2 separate regions of the Mus musculus genome follow, and region 2 is linked to region 1. Evidence: chromatin contacts called from public HiChIP or PLAC-seq data. All regions are on one chromosome and are shown on one strand. Each heading gives the region's core, a stretch centred on a gene start, on an enhancer-like site or on the middle of the called end of the contact. The rest is flanking DNA. Distances are from core to core; before and after follow the strand shown. Region 1 holds the start of Slc39a1 (solute carrier family 39 (zinc transporter), member 1). Region 2 overlaps Ints3 (integrator complex subunit 3).

Region 1 (7,729 bases), core at 3,560-6,059:
TCCCAGCATTAAGGAGGCAGAGGCAGAGACAGGTGGAGCTCTGTAAACTCAAGCCCAGCCTGGTTTACAAGAGTGAGTTCCAGGACAGCCAAGGCTACACAGAGCAACCCAAAAAGGTGAGGACAGGAGAGGCCAGATAAATTACGAAAACTGGCAGAGAGACCATTTGGCACTAGTCCCTTAGTGGAAGACAAGAGAGAAATATAAGAGTAGGAGGGAAGAAAGGAGGAGGAACCATTTCAGCCATCAGAGTGGTGAGATGGGCTAGAACCAACAGGATACTGGCTTTGACTTACAGCCTCTGTATCTTTATCGCAAAGAGGCTGGATGCCTAACTCTCAGTTCTTCTGTCAGCTTGTCTCTGAGATGTACTGCCTGGCCTCTGACTGTAGCAGTCTGCCTCCTTCTAATGTCCCTGACCACGTCTGTAGTAACTTCGCTATCTCTTATTCTTTGGGTCTGGGGCTAGCCTCTTCTCTGCCCACTTCCATCTCATTATTCATAGTCCAAATGTCCCATCCCTATATCTAAGAGAACTCTTTGGTCCTCACTACTTCCCTTCTCCACTTCTTTCTATTTCCCACCAATTGAGAAGGGTAGGGAGGGAGGACAGGGGCACCTGATAGCCAACCTCCCCTGCCCTTTCTCTTGAAGCACCTTAGATTTGGACAAAGAGAAGGCCAGTGAGCAGGGCAAAGCCTGCTAGGAGCAGAATGACCTTGAGGATCCTCTGCTCAGAAGTGGCCAGTTCCTGGGGTAGAATTTCCAGGAAGGTGATATAGAGGAAGGTGCCAGCTGCCATGCCCTCTAGAACAGATTGGGCCAGCTGGTGCAGAGGCCCAGCTGACTCTGCCAGAGCTGCACCCAACCCGATGCCCAGAGGTGTCATACATGAGAAGAGGATCCCGCAGCCAGCCACCACCTGCACACGTAGGTGGCTCTGTAGCAGCCGCAGGGACAGGCTGACTGCCAGAATGCCTTTGTGAAGCAGCAGAGCTAGGCACAGCTCCATTGCCCGAGCCCTGTCTCGCTGCAACCCTACAGCCAGGCCCTCAAATACTGAGTGCAAGGCTAAGGAGAAGACCAGGACACAAGCACGCAGGGCTGAGGGAGCTGCTGGAGTTCCGCCGGCCTGGGGGATCCCTGGTCCATCGTGCCAGTGCTGAGGCCCACCATTCACTGTGCCCAGTAGAGCCCTTGTCTCTTCCGGGTGGGGTGGACTGGTCTGTTCCTTGTAAGCCAGCGTGATCTGCTCCATCACCAGGACCAGGAAGAAACCCATGGCCAAGATGAACTCTTGCAAGGGGAACTGAAGCTGTGAACAGAGGTGGCAACAAGAGTTCAGGAAATCAGAAGAAATCAGATGCAAAGCCTGGTAGAGGCTCTGTTATACACATCTGACGTCCCACACAGACAAGCCCCCTGTGGTCACACCATGATGAAGTCCGTTGGCGGCACAACCACAGAACAACACTTAATGGAACAGCTAATGGTATCCAAAGTATTACATGCAGACCAACTTTGGCACTAATAATATTTTGGGGTAAATATCTCTGCCATCACTGTCATGCATACTGTAAGTAAGCAGCATCTCTGGCTTCTACCCATCAGATGTGAGTCACAAACACAGTATCACCAACACTAAGCTGTGACCACCAAGAATGTCTCCACACATTACCCAGTCAGTCCTTCCTAAGGGTCAAGACTTCCCGAAGCTGAATCATGGATGTATATGCACACAGTGTTGTTACATGTAAGCATACAAAGGGGCACATCTGGGCCTGCCACAAATGTTCACATACAAAGCTACATGTCACAGGGACATTCACAGTCATATGAAGACAAAGGTCGCTCAGTCACAGGTATACAGGGGTCACGACCCATTACTACTTCCTCAGTCACAAGGGAAAAAAGATGACTTCGCTGAACAACCGTCTCAGGTTTTCCTAAGCTGAGTTCTTTGGAATGTTGCTGTTTGGGAGGCAGGCAGGGGTTGAGACAGTCTCGCTGTGAAGCCCAGACTAGCCAAGAAAAACACTTCATAGTTCAAGCTGGCCTCCAACTCCTTGTGATCATTCTGCCCCAGCCTTGCAAGTGCTGGGACTGCACTGCTTCCAACTCTGTATCAGACTTCCTTGCCTTGAACCCCACATCCCACTTTCTTGAGAACATCTGGCCCCGGGGAATTGCTTCCTATGCTGCCAGATCTGCAGTGATCTGTCTCCAGCTCGCTGGTGAATACCTGTAACCCAGGAAATTGAAGAGGGAGAACCAAGAGCTTAGCGCAGTCTACATTACGTAGATAGACCCTACTGGAAAAAAGGCGCCCTCGCTCGTGTTCATGTAAGTGACCCTAATTAAACTCATGGAGTCAAGCACTCGTCTCACACACACACACACACACACACACACACACACACACACACACCCCACTCACACTCAAAAGAGAGATCAGAAGAGGATGATCAGTGGGAGGGAAACAAGAAATCTAATAGGAGTGAATATAGTTAGAATACTTTATGTGTGTATGAAAATGTAATAATAAAGCCCATTACTATGTATAATATGTGCAAATAAGAAAAACAAGGAGGGCTGGGCAGTGGTGGCTCACGCCTTTAATCCCAGCACTTGAGAGGCAGAGGCAGGCAGATTTCTGAGTTTGAGGCCAGCCTTGTCTACAGAGTGAGTTCCAGGACAGCCAGGGCTACACAGAGAAACCCTGTCTCAAAAAACCAAAAATAAATAAATAAATAAAATTTAGAAAGAAAAATAAGAAAGAGAATGTGGGGTGAGGTAGCACAACCCTGTAATTCAGCATCTGGGAGGCAGAGGCAAGAAGATCACTGCAAAGTTGAGGCAGGTCTACAAAACAAGTGCCAGGCCTACACAGTGAGAACCTGTCTCAAAAAAGAAAAGGAGAAGCCGGGCGTGGTGGCTCACGCCTTTAATCCCAGCACTCGGGAGGCAGAGGCAGGCGGATTTCTGAGTTCGAGGCCAGCCTGGTCTACAAAGTGAGTTCCAGGACAGCCAGGGCTACACAGAGAAACCCTGTCTCGAAAAACCAAAAAAAAAGAAAAAGAGGAGGGAAGGAGACAGAGAATGAAGGAGGGACAAGCAAATAAGTGTATGAAATGTGATTCTTGGAACATTGTTAACTTCCTGGGAATTGCAACCCAGAGTAGTTCACACACCTGATGAGGCTGCTCACATTATATCAAGGAATATAGAGAGGTCACACAGAGTTTAGTATCAGGGAAAGAATGCACAGTAAGAATATCCTGTTGCTGAAATCCATAATTCACAGACTCACATACCAAGGCCTTCCGCAGCCCTGAGGTGACCCCTGAAGAGATCTATATAACCATGTTTGTCTTTTTCTTTTTTGGTTTTTCCAGTCAGGGTTTCTCTGTGTAGCCCTGGTTGTCCTGGAACTTGCTGGCTTCCAACTCACAGGTGGTGTGCCACCACCGCCCAGGTTATAGCTCTGTTTTCTATTAGCTGTTCTATAATATACTCTTGGTCACATGTTGAAGTCAATGCTTACCGTCACATGCAGGGCCTCCAAGGCCTCATCTATGGCAGCCAGGTAGTCAGGCAGCAGGTCCAGAAGACATGTAGCCAAAAAGACTCCTCCTGCGAAGCAGCTGACGAGGCTCAGGGCTTTCTGGCCCGAGGCTAAACAAGAGTGAAGTACAAAAGGGGTTATATATAACCAAATGAATCTCTTCAAAGTCCTTCTACCCCAACAGAAGCCATGACCACTCCTGCTCCCCCCCCCCGCCGCCCCCCCCCCCACCCCAGTCACCTCGCCCAACCTCCGAAGCAGAAAAGACTCACCTGAAGCTTCATGGTTAGCACCTGACCTTCGAAGCACACAGACAGGTACCAGGCTGCAGATGAGTGTCAGCAGCAGCAGCAGCACCAGGGCCCCCAGCTTCACTTCCAGCCCTACTGGCACCGAGGGCTCCGATGCGACTGCTTCTGGGCGCCACACCAGGAGCTCTGGCTCCCCCCAGGGCCCCATGGTGGCTGTGATAACTCGGTGACTCTTGGACCTATACAGAGAAAACTAGCATGGGTGGGAATGGTCACAGGAAAGAAGGGGTCACGGAAAAGGGAAGGCTGGTCAGCGGAATGCACTTCCCCTCAGCCCAGCCACTTTCTGGCCTTTCCCAGCTGAAGTGACTCATCCACGCCAACATCAGGATTGCATTTCCTCCTTCGAATTTCTCTCCCCAAGTTCAGCGAACCATCAAGGAGGAAACTGAGGCACGCGAAGGCCAATATAGATCTCACATTACTCTTTCACCTGGAGCACGCAGAAAATGAGGTGCAGACTCCAGGTAGGACCTGCACCTGGAGCTGGGGTTCCCTAAGGAAGGCAGACCACTCTCTCAGTCTGCTAAGTGCATGTAGCAAAGGGAGGTTGGAGCTGAAGAGAAGTCCCGGATGGCTTCACCGATGATTTGAAACAGGGGAACTTCGGGGCTGGCTGACTCTCTTAACTACCCACTCCCCAGGGCCATTTCCCGGAAATAACAGGTAGTCTCGGCATATAGCCAAAGAGGGGCTTGGGACGAGCTTTGCCCGCACTGGGCGGCGTCTGGAAGTCTCGGAGACCAGGTCGGAGGCCGCCAGCGTCGCAGGAAGCAGAGGAAATGTTAACACGGAGACCCCAGCTCCTAGCCTGGGAGGCCTCAGAAGCTGCCTTTGACCCTGCGACCAGCGAGGCCTCACTCACCTCCCGAGGGTCTCACTCCATTGCTGTCGCTCGGTTCCGGCCTCGCGTCGGGAATTCCCACCCCCTCCCCACCCCTCTCCCCTCCCCCCCGCCGCCTCCGCGTACCCGCACGAGGCTGCCAATGACTGAGCTCAGTGGGAGGAGCCTAGCCTAGAGTGACGTGCGCTGCGAGCAATTAGAGTCTGAAAACTAGAGAAAGCTAGGCTGGCGGCGAGCTGAGACGAAGCCAGAACCGGGAGGGGACTAGCGGGAAGACCCGAGGGCGGTGGGCCCCCTGAGCTGCCATGGACTAGCAGGCCGCTGGGGCCAGCCAGTCAGAAAGAGTTTGATAGAAGTGGGAGCTAGGAACTCTGCGAGCAAGGCCGGTTCTCTATCCTTACTCCAAGTATTTCTTCCTACATTTCTCAGGGTATCTGTCTGGCCTTGGCCCCAGACACTTAACAGCTCAGGCTCTTTTAGTGCCTAACTGGGCCAAAGGGTAATCATTCCCTTTTTGGGACAAATTTCCTTGCCTGGCTTGCCTAGCCAGTCTCTACAGAAAAGACGATGAGAGGGCTGTGGTGGCTCACACCTTTACTCCCAACACTCTGGAGGCAGAGGCAGGTGGATCTTGAGGCCAGCTTAGTCTACAGAGTGACAGTGTTTGAGGACAGCCAAAGCTACAAAGAGAAACCCTGTCTAAGGAAAAAAAAAGTTTTATAAAAAAAAAAGTAGGAAGAATGGATGCATGAAATAAAAGCCATCCTTTCTACAAATTAACTTATGATTAAAAAAACAAAACAAGGTGGGGGGTCTGGGGGACTTTTGGGATAGCATTGGAAATGTAAATGAAGAAAATACCTAATTTTTTAAAATAATTTTTTTAACTTTTTATTAGGTATTTTCCTCATTTACATTTCCAATGCTATCCCAAAAGTTCCCCAGACCCTCCCACCCACTCCCCTACCCACCCACTCCCACTTTTTGGCCCTGGCGTTCCCCTGTACTGGGGCATATAAAGTTTGCAAGTCCAATGGGCCTCTCTTTCCAGTGATGGCCGACTAGGCCATCTTTTGATACATATGCAGCTAGAGTCAAGAGCTCCGGGGTACTGGTTAGTTCATAATGTTGTTCTACCTATAGGGTTGCAGATCCCTTTAACTCCTTGGGTACTTTATCTAGCTCTTCCATTGGGGGCCCAAAAATAAATTTAAAAAATTAAAAAACAAAACAAAAAACGATTTTTCCTAGACTCCTGTGGCTTATTTGATTTCTAAACATGGGCATGTAACCTCAGCACTTGGGAGGCTGAAGCAGGATTGGCCGGAGCCACGGATGGTGGTTTTTGGCAGAATCAGGAAAAGCAAATCCAGTGTTTTCTCCAATAAGAACAAAACATTGTCCTTTCCATGGAGGAAGTGTCCAGTGTCGTCAACCTGCCACCAGGTTGCTGGCTGGTCACCTCAAGGAATGGTGCAGTATCTAGGGCTCAGCGTTGGTCCCTGCTGTTGGCAGATCTGGCGTTCAGCGGCAGCTGTAACCAGGTCACTGCTTATCTATTTCTTTTTGTCTTAGAACTCACACCAGGAGGTAGAAAGAGAGATCCAACTTCCACAAGTTATTCTCTGGCTTCCAAATATGTGTCCAGTAGCACCAAACACACACAAATAAAAATAAATTAACATTTGCTGAGTTCAAGGATCTTTATGAATTTGAGGCCAGTTCTGGCTCAACAATTAGGAGCAGACAGTGCTGTTTGCAGCACTTTGTCCCAGGACCAGCACACATGTCAGGCAGCTCATACTGCTTCTAACTTTAGTTCCATGGGGACCAAATAAATATGGCTTCCTCCTGCCTGTGTACATACCCACACATAAAAGTACACATAATTTAAAACAAATCTTTTAAAAGTTGAATAGGGGACTGGAAAGAGACCAGCTAAACATTTGAGAGCGTTTGCTGTTCTTCCAGAGAATGCAAGTTTGATTCTCAGCAATCAAATCAGTCTGTAAACTGGGCGTGGTGGCACACGCCTTTAATCCCAGCATTTGGGAGGCAGAGGCTCTGAATTTGAGGCTAGCCTGGTCTACAGAGTGAGTTCCAGGACAGCCAGGGCTACACAGAGAAACCCTGTCTCGAAAAACCAAAAAAGAAAGAAAGAAAGAAAGAAAAAGAAAGAAAGAAAGAAAGAAAGAAAGAAAGAAAGAAAGAAAGAAAGAAAGAAAAAATGTTGGGCAGAATTCTTGAGAGTAGGAGATTCTCCAACAGAAGAGTATCATCTCAGTGACGTTGAACTGTAAACTGCATCCATCATTATTGACTCTCGTCTCCATGTTAAACAGATCTGTTGAACTTGACCTTCATCTGACTAAGGAAGTTATTTTTTCCTCTGCAAAACTTGATCCTTTAGGGAAAAGAGGGATGTTAAGTGAGATGAAGACAGAAGTTCCATCCAGTCCTAGCAGGAACAGAAGCCTGGTTTATTTCCCACTGAATCATCTCTGCATGTAGCAGCCTGTCTGGAAGCCTCGGCCTCTTGAAGTGCATTTAACCACCTTTCTTTCTTTTTTTCTTTCTTCTTTTTTTCTTTATCCTCCCCCCTCCCTGCACCACCTGCCACCTTTTTTTTTTTTTCTTACTTTTTTTCTTTATCCCCCTGTACTCCCAAACAGGGTTTCTCTGTATAGTCTTGGCTGGCCTGTAACGTTCTCTGTCTTGAAAAACCAAAGCAAAACAAAACAAAAACAAACAAAGAAGCTAAGCTGTATTGCTATGAGAGCAATATGAGAAAGTGAAAGTGCTTATATATAATAGTTGTTGCTCAGCTGTCAGCACACACTAGCTCCCTTCCAGTTTGTACCAGTGGCTTAGTCAAATATTCTTTTTTTTTTTTTTTCTTTTTCTTTTTAGTTTTTTTCGAGACAGGGTTTCTCTGTATAGTCCTGGCTGCCCTGGAACTCACTTTGTAGACCAGGCTGGCCTCCAACTCAGAAATCTGCCAGCCTCTGC
Region 2 (7,729 bases), core at 3,481-5,980, 170 kb before region 1:
GGATCCGGCTGTGTCTTCTCTCTTTTCTTCCTGCCTTGGCATTGAGAAGTCACAGGCTGTACATTGTAAATATGTATTGTGCCACTGAGTCACAGGCCCATGTCCTTGAGGGAGGTGAACCATTTCTCTGTCATAACTGAGGACAGCTGCACCAGGCTCATGTACATGTGCTTCATCCACCTTAGAATTCCTCTGACAACTCTTTCACGGATGCTGAATAGCCTTGGACTTTATTCACTTCCTATGTGCTATCTGAATTAAGCATATGGAGTAAGGGCTGCTTGAGGAACTGGTGATCAAAGGCTAAGCTGGGGTCTAAACCCTGCAGGTTCTAGAAATCAGTTAAAAGGTAACTGGAAAAGCCAACATCAGTGCACAGATCTCTCCCTCAGATTGTCCCAGACTCAGTGCTAGTCCCTTTTTGGTCCAGGCTCCTTTTGCAGGCAGCCTGTGTGCTCAAGTGCTGCTGTGTTACATTCATTCCCAGCAGGATCAGGCTAAAGGGCTACCTCCCTGCCTCTCTGTCCTTTTCCTTTAAGATCCTCTGCTCTCGTCTGTTTCTCTTTGTGTTTTTGTTTGTCCTCCCATCTGCTTCTCTCCAAAGCAGTCAGCAGACTGGCACAGAGGTTACCACAGGGCATGTGGTATTCTTGGTCCCCAGCTCCGTGTTATGAGTAGTTGCATCTGTAAATATTCCTGGTGGAGCATGGAGTTAGGCAAGGTTACTGCTCTTCTTCTGGACTCACAGCACCTGAGAAATATGTCCTCTTCCCTGTCCTGAGTCTGTCTATATTTCTGCTAGTTCATCTTTGATTTTAACAGACAAGGCTCTTGTGTGGTTAGCTCAGCATGGTTTTCTTTCTGCCTCTGCCTCCCTCATCCCTAGGACCTTCTGTGACTTACCTATGGGGAGTCTCCAGAACAGCATGTTGGCAGAAGCTCACTGGGGGCCCTTGCCTTGTCCTTTTTCCCTTGTGGTTTCTGTTTTTAATCTCTCAACAATCTACTCCTAGATAGAGTCAAAGGATAAATTCTCTCTGGAGTGTGAGCCTCCAAAAGTGGCACGTGAAGAATCTCTGTTGTTGTTTTCATCAGATGAGTGATGTAACCACAGGAGGGGGAGGTGATGAGAGCCCTCTTCCCGCCAAGGCCAAGGAGCTGCCTTGCTTTAGAATGTTAGGGTGAGAGAGTTTATAATGGGGTCATTTCTCAGATGTCATAATTCTTTCCTTCATCACTGGCAGTCTTGTCTTCTTATTTTGTTTTCATAGTTGTGTGAGGTGCTTTTGGGTGGACTTTGGAATTAGGCAGCCTGGATTTGTTTGTTTGTTCTGTGACAGGGTCTCCTCATTCTGTCTGGGCTGGGATTATAGATGAGTGTCATTAGCTGCACTTTAATGCTGTTTCTCTTCAGTCTCTTACGTTATCCCAGGCAGGCTCCCTCCCCTCCCCATGCTCCTGTTTCTTTCTCCTACCCTCCTCACTCCTTGAGCCTACTTCCTCACCTATACAAATACAGGAAATAATAAGTAACATCTTCAAATTTTTTTTGAGTATTTTTCTTTCTCTAACTTCGCGAAGATCCTCCCCATATCCCTACCCACCTAATTTTATGTGTGTTCTCTCTCTAAAACAAAACCAAAACCATAAAAATGATGGCAGGGGGAGGGAGAGGGGGCTGGAGAGATGGTTCATCGGTTAGAGAGCACTGATTGCTCTTCAGAGGCCCTGAGTTCAATTCCCAGCAACCACTTGGTGGCTCACAACCATCTATAATGGGATCTGATACCCTCTTTTGGAGTGTCTGAAGACCGCCACAGGGTACTCATATAAATAAAATATAAAAATTTTAAAAAGAATGATGTTTGGGCATGGTGGCACATGCCTTTAATCCCATCACTTGAGAGGCAGAGCAGGTGGATCTTTATGAGTGCCAGCTTAGTGAGTTCAAGGACAGCCAGAACTATGTAGAGACCCTTTCTAAACAACAAACAAAACAAATGAAAAACCCCATACACACAAATGAAAATCAAAACAAGTAATAAAAATGACCCACTAAGACCAAAACGTGCCAAAAGAAAATGAAACAGAAGCCTCCATAATAAAAAAGCATGGAGTCTGTTCTATGTTGGCCAGCTAATCCTGAGCATGCAGCTGCCTCAGAGTGTGGTTGGCACACACAGTGACACTGATAGTTTTGCCTTTGCCAGCAGCTATCAATTGCAAATAGATTCTTGGTTAGGGGCAGGACCCTATGTCACTATTATAACACCCCCCACCTTCTTGACAGGATCTCAGGTGGCTCAGACTGTTCTCAAACTTTCTCTGTAGTTGAGGATGGCCTTGAATGCCTGGTCTTCCTCCTACCTCCCAAATGCTGAGATTACAGAGGTTTCTCTGTAGCTAAGAAGCTGATGTCTCCTTAAGTTTTACCCTTTTGGCTGAGTCCATGACAGGATAGAACTCAGCAGGTGCACCAGGCAGCTAATGAGGTTCCCTAAGGCCTGAACTCATTGAAGAGAAGCAGGGTAGAAGAAGGTCTGAGGGAAAGGCAAGCAGTGACTCAGAAGAAACTTGTACACTTCCGTATCTCCAGGGGGAAGGATGCTAAGCCCCCCACTCCCCAACACGTCAATACTTGGCAAAAGCAAAGGTCATTCAGAGAACAGAAGAAGTCATTTAGTTAATAAAGCTCATGTTTGGGTGCCAGCAAGGGGATGAGTGGGTGAAAGCATTGCCACACAGAGCCTTCCTCTGACCCACACACTCACAGATAAAAATAAAGGTTTGTGGTTTGTTTTAGTTTGTTATTGTTGTTGCTGCTGCTGCTGTTGTTGTAAGACAGCTTTCTCTATATAACCCGAGCCTTGAACTCACTTTGTAGACCAGGTTGGCTTCACAGGGATTCATCTGGCTCTGCCTCCTGAGTGCTGGGATCACTCTTTTAACCACCAAATGCTGGGATGAATTATAGGCACGTACAACTATATCAAACTAAGAAACTACAGTTTTGTTTCTGTTCCTTCTCCCAGACCCCGATCCCTTTATATTCCCTTTGCTGCATCTGGCTGGGTTACAGCATGTCTAGAAACCTCTGGGTTTCTTTTTGACTTTCACCCAAAGCCATTTTTCAGTGACCTTTTACTGGCAGATAAAACACAGATGGCTTCCACCTGGGTTTGCTCAGCTTGTGGCATCAAACAGTATGACACTTCCTGAAAAGGGAGGTTGGGGGACAAGGACAGGACTAGGAGCTTTGCCCAGCAGACTTTCTTGCCTTATTAGAGAATCTTTTAGTCCTTTTTCCCTAATCCAAGAGGCAGAAGAGGGTAGGTTTGCAATGGAGGAGCCCTGTAGAAGAAAGAATGGAGAACACAGTGCTCCATTGCCTCTCTGTTGCCTCTCAGTATCCTCGTGTTTCTATGTAAGAGGAAGGCTTTGGGGTTGGATGGTTGCTGTGGGGTCAACATCTCCATTCACTGGCTACTCACGAACCTTATTCCACACAGTGTTACCGGGACTTGGCTCTGGTGAGTCGTGATGGTATGAACATCGTCCTGAACAAGATCAACCAGCTACTTATGGAGAAGTACTTGAAGCTGCAAGATACCTGCCGTACTCAGGTGAGGCCAAAAGCAAAGAGGGGGCACTGGAGGGTCACTAGAGCATGTGCCTAGCACACACAAGGCCTAGATTCAAGCTCCAGCTCCAAACAAGAAAAGAAAACAGCTCAGAGGTGTAGGCTGGAGGTGAACCTTCTAAAGAGAGGCTGGGGAGGCAGCTCTGTTACTGTGCATCTAAACTGTGCACAATTGAGTTGGCTCCTTTTCCAAATTCACATCTCTGCTCTGAATGTCTTTTTCTCTCCTTTAGTTGGTGTGGTTGGTTCGGGAACTAGTAAAGAGTGGAGTTCTGGGAGCTGATGGCGTTTGCATGACATTTATGAAGCAGATTGCAGGTAAGCTTGCTAGCTAGAGCACTAGAAGAAAGGGAAGGAGCCCAGAGATAAGTCTAAGCAAGGGCTGAGTACCCGTGAGGAACTCAAGTGATACGGTTTGGACCCTAGTGTAGATGTCTCCTGGCCACATATGTTGCAGAAGAAAATGGATCAGAAAATCACAGGGGTCTTTGGATTAGTGAGTCTTGCCTTGGTTTCTTTCCTGCTAACTTAAGAGCTGACCAGGTTTGGTCTGTGTTAGCCACTCATCTCTCTCGAGTTGAGCAGCATGCTAGATCAGGAAGGGGGTGCAGAGAGAATCGAGTGAAGCCATTTGCTCTCTGCCTTTCTGCTTTCCCCGACTCTGCCCCTGTTCTAAACACTGGGTCGCTAGTGATTTTGGCATTTTGGAGCTAGTCTGAGGGACAGTGTCACGGAATAGTCCCTGACATTTAGGGTTTTTCTAATCTTCGAATCCGTGACATCTTTCTGAAATACTGAATATGAGAAAAGTCTGCTCAGGCCACCTCTCCTGCTTTGAGATTGTTTGCATTTTGTTTTCCTGATTAAAACAAGAAACAAAGCAAAGTATTAATAATAATAGATAAAAATGAGGCCAACTCTGTGGCTCTGCTTCACCATCAGCGTCTGGGTTCTGTTTCCTGTGGCGATAAGAACTGTACCTAAGTTCTCGTGAGTTTGGGCAAGCACTCCACCTCTGGAGTATGCCGTGTCCAGCTCCTCCCTCCCCCCCACCCCCCTTTTCTTTTTAAATAAAACAAGTCCTGCTATGTAGCCCATGCTGGCCTTACACCCACAGTCCTCCTGCGACAGCTTCTTACCTGCCTTGGCACCTGGCTGTGCTGTGCATTTTCTTCAGGATTTTCTCTTTACACTGATGTCACTGCGTCACATGTATGGCCCTAATCTTTGTGATGCAACTAGGTGAACACTAACCTTGTTTTTCACTGAGATCCAGAGCAATGTGTAGCCTTGGTGTGCTGAGTATTTATTTTTATTCTTTCTTGGCACTTTCTTAACTGTTTGACACTCTCAGCCCCATTTCTCATTCCAATATTTTTATCTGGCAACACTGCATTTTAATTCTGCTCCAGGGATTTCAGTGGCAAGATCCAAAGGCTGGTGTATAGATATCCCTTAGCCTGTCAGAATGCTGAATCCCACCCTGACTCTCAGACAGTAGACTGCAGCTGCTCTCAGCTGCCTGCATCTTTTAGGCCCTGGTTCAGATACCGCCTTTTCAGCTGGGGCGTCTAAGGTCTGTTTTTCTCAGTCATCACTTTTCAAGGACAAAGCATTACCTCTGCAGTTCTGGTGGATAGAACAATATCATCCTCTCTGGTTTGGGGGGGAGGGCAGCAGTTCTAGAACATTCTTTCTCTCTCAAGGCAAAGGGAAAATGTTTACATCCTAAAAGAGAGAACGGTTTATTCTAGCATTCAGGGCAATAGTGGTGGGAGAGTGGACCATCGGGATGACTGAAGAGATTTATTCGATTAGCTGAGTTGCTAATTAGAGCTACTGTATTCTGATTCTTCCCCCTCCCACCCCTTGAAATCAGGTGGCGATGTTACAGCCAAAAATATCTGGTTGGCAGAAAGTGTCCTGGATATCCTGACGGAGCAGAGGTAGAGTCTCCCATGAAGGGTGGGGCTGTGAGGGGTGTGAGTATGGGACATGGGAAAGAAAGGCTGGTGGCTCAGAGCACTCTGAGGCCAGGGGAAGGTGTGGCAGGCCTGATGGTGGCAGATGGAGAACTAAGGTCAAAAGATGGAGGAATGGGAAAGAAGGCGCTTGCTAAAATATCTCAGAGCCCAGAAAATCTGGTCTCATCTGATAAGGGTTTATTTTTGACCCAGACCTCCTTGGAATGTTTATGTTTGGGGGGACTGAGAGGGAAATGAGCTCAGCAGAGGGGCCAGCCAACCACACGAGCCTGGCAGGTACCATACGCTCCTCCCTCCCAGCCTCAGGCCAGCACATGCTCTTTTTTGGAATGTCACAGGGCCAATGTAGGTGACTAGGGAGCAGAGAATCCTGCTATAAAGTGACATGGGGCCACATTTGAACTTCTGGCTCCTGTTCTCCAACAAAGTGAAGGGCTGTGTGAGGGCCCTTCTAGTATGTAAATTTGCTTGTGGCTTCCCCTTGATGCTAATAGGGTCCCAGTTTCTGCATCACTTCTTTTAGTGACTCTTTCTGAGTAAAGACAACAAGTAGCCAAATGACTGAGAGGCCTAAAATTCATATTCATTTCAGATTAAAAGGATGGTTTCTTCATAATCGAGAGCTATGTTCTGCCCAGCCCTGCTCTGTAGTGCCACCTCGTGGCCTGGATCCAGTTATGCAGCTGCCCTGGGGCTGGTCATCACACTAGCAGTGGGACTTCCTAGGAGTTTCTTACTTGGCCTCTGCTTCTTTCTCTTGGTCTCTGTGTTTCTCTGCTGTCTTTGGTGAGAGGCTCTCCCTTTCATCTGCTTCTCCTCTTCATTGTGCCATCCTCATGGCACATTTGTGCCTCTGCTAGTGACCTTCCTCCAAAGTGATTTTTCTCATAATGTCCCTCGTGTCAGATTCTGTTGTAGCTGAATTTCCCATGCAGGGTCACACAGCAGCCGCATGGCTGCCTGAGCCTTCACACGTTGGGTGAAAGGGAACACCTTGGCACTGAAGCCTGTGTTCTGCTTACCACCCTGTTTTCCTAACCTCTCCCAGTATTTCAGGGATGTGGGGTAAAAGGAAGTGCATGTCCTTGGCTAGCATTTCCATTTTGTGAAAACAAAAGGACAGTACTGGGCCTAGTAGTGCATGCATATAATCCTAGCATTTGGGAGGCTGAGGCAGGGGAATTACTCTGAATTCAAGTCTAGTCTGGGCTATATAGCAAGACTCTCGTTTCAAAAAACAGCTCACACATACACAAAAGAAAAAGAAAGAAGAAAAGAAGAGGCCTTGGCCTTTTAGTTAATTAAGTAGCTTGATTACTTTTCCTGAATCAGGAAGTTGCCTGGTTATATTAATTAAACTCTTCCTCTAGCTCCCTGCCTTTCAGCAGGGGTGTCAAAGCAATTACAGCCGACTTGGCACTTAGACCCTCCCCACTGAGCCTTTACCTTTGTCCCTTTTGAAGCAGCGGGAAACAGATAATGTTTTTATCACTCTGTTTTCCACGGAAATTCTGAAACTGGGGAAATGGGCTTTGCCATCTAAAATCAGATGTCTCCCCTACACCCCCAAATCCTCCCCGATTTTGGGTTAGGGCAGGCAACTAATTATCTGAGGGTGGGGTGAATGGTTAGAACCTGGGAAAGGTTTGTGGTTTGGGGGCTGTCGTAATAAACCTGGTAGAGGCACAGCACAGCACAATGTGTTCTAAGAACTCCAGGGCCTGGAAAGGTCCTAGAAATCCCCAGAGGTCTTTGCATCATACTTAAGAGAACTACTGACCGAAAACACTTTCCATAGCTCAGCAGGAAAAATGGAGCTTACCTCTCTCCCAAGCCTAACATACACCGCTTCAGCTATGATATGCTCTGGCGGTTGAATGAGTTAACAAGCACAGCTACTTTATTGGTAGCTGTGAATGTATTTATGTTATAGGAGGCTGATTTCATTTGGTACCTACCTTAGTGAGGCATCTGTCTGGTGAGGGAAATTAGTTACCTTTACCTGTTAGTCAACTCATAGTCGGGTATAACAGCCAGAGTGAAACCCTCAGAAGCCAGAAGCCGTTCTCAGTGTGTGTCATCACAGCAGTATGAGGGTGAGGAG

Evidence for each region. HiChIP or PLAC-seq counts read pairs in DNA pulled down with a chosen protein or histone mark.
Region 2: an H3K27ac HiChIP or PLAC-seq map of microglia shows a contact between it and region 1, with 5 times the contacts expected there. The contact joins the enhancer-like site here to the promoter of Slc39a1 in region 1. A contact is called at or near these places in 9 of 39 promoter capture datasets (the 3T3-L1 cell line, the C10 cell line, cranial neural crest and 6 more), 8 of 115 datasets of contacts at active chromatin or transcription factors (the 230-238 cell line, bone marrow-derived macrophages, embryonic stem cells and 4 more) and 3 of 9 other capture datasets (adipose tissue, liver and pancreatic islet).

The regions. Positions count from the first base shown.
Region 1 is chr3:90,245,272-90,253,000 of GRCm38.p6, reverse strand. Slc39a1 (solute carrier family 39 (zinc transporter), member 1) reads right to left here and starts at 4,809. Exons shown (of 4, transcript NM_013901.2): 1 at 4,742-4,809; 2 at 3,838-4,055; 3 at 3,545-3,675; 4 at 1-1,315. The coding sequence starts at 4,024. The coding sequence ends at 659.
Region 2 is chr3:90,411,387-90,419,115 of GRCm38.p6, reverse strand. Ints3 (integrator complex subunit 3) reads left to right here. Exons shown (of 30, transcript NM_145540.3): 4 at 3,510-3,623; 5 at 3,874-3,958; 6 at 5,520-5,586. Among named protein-coding and RNA genes, the nearest start is that of Ints3, 18 kb to the left of the region's middle. Within about 2 kb of position 4,730, at least 9 of the 459 cell types and tissues checked have an H3K27ac peak or open chromatin away from gene starts, as enhancers often do.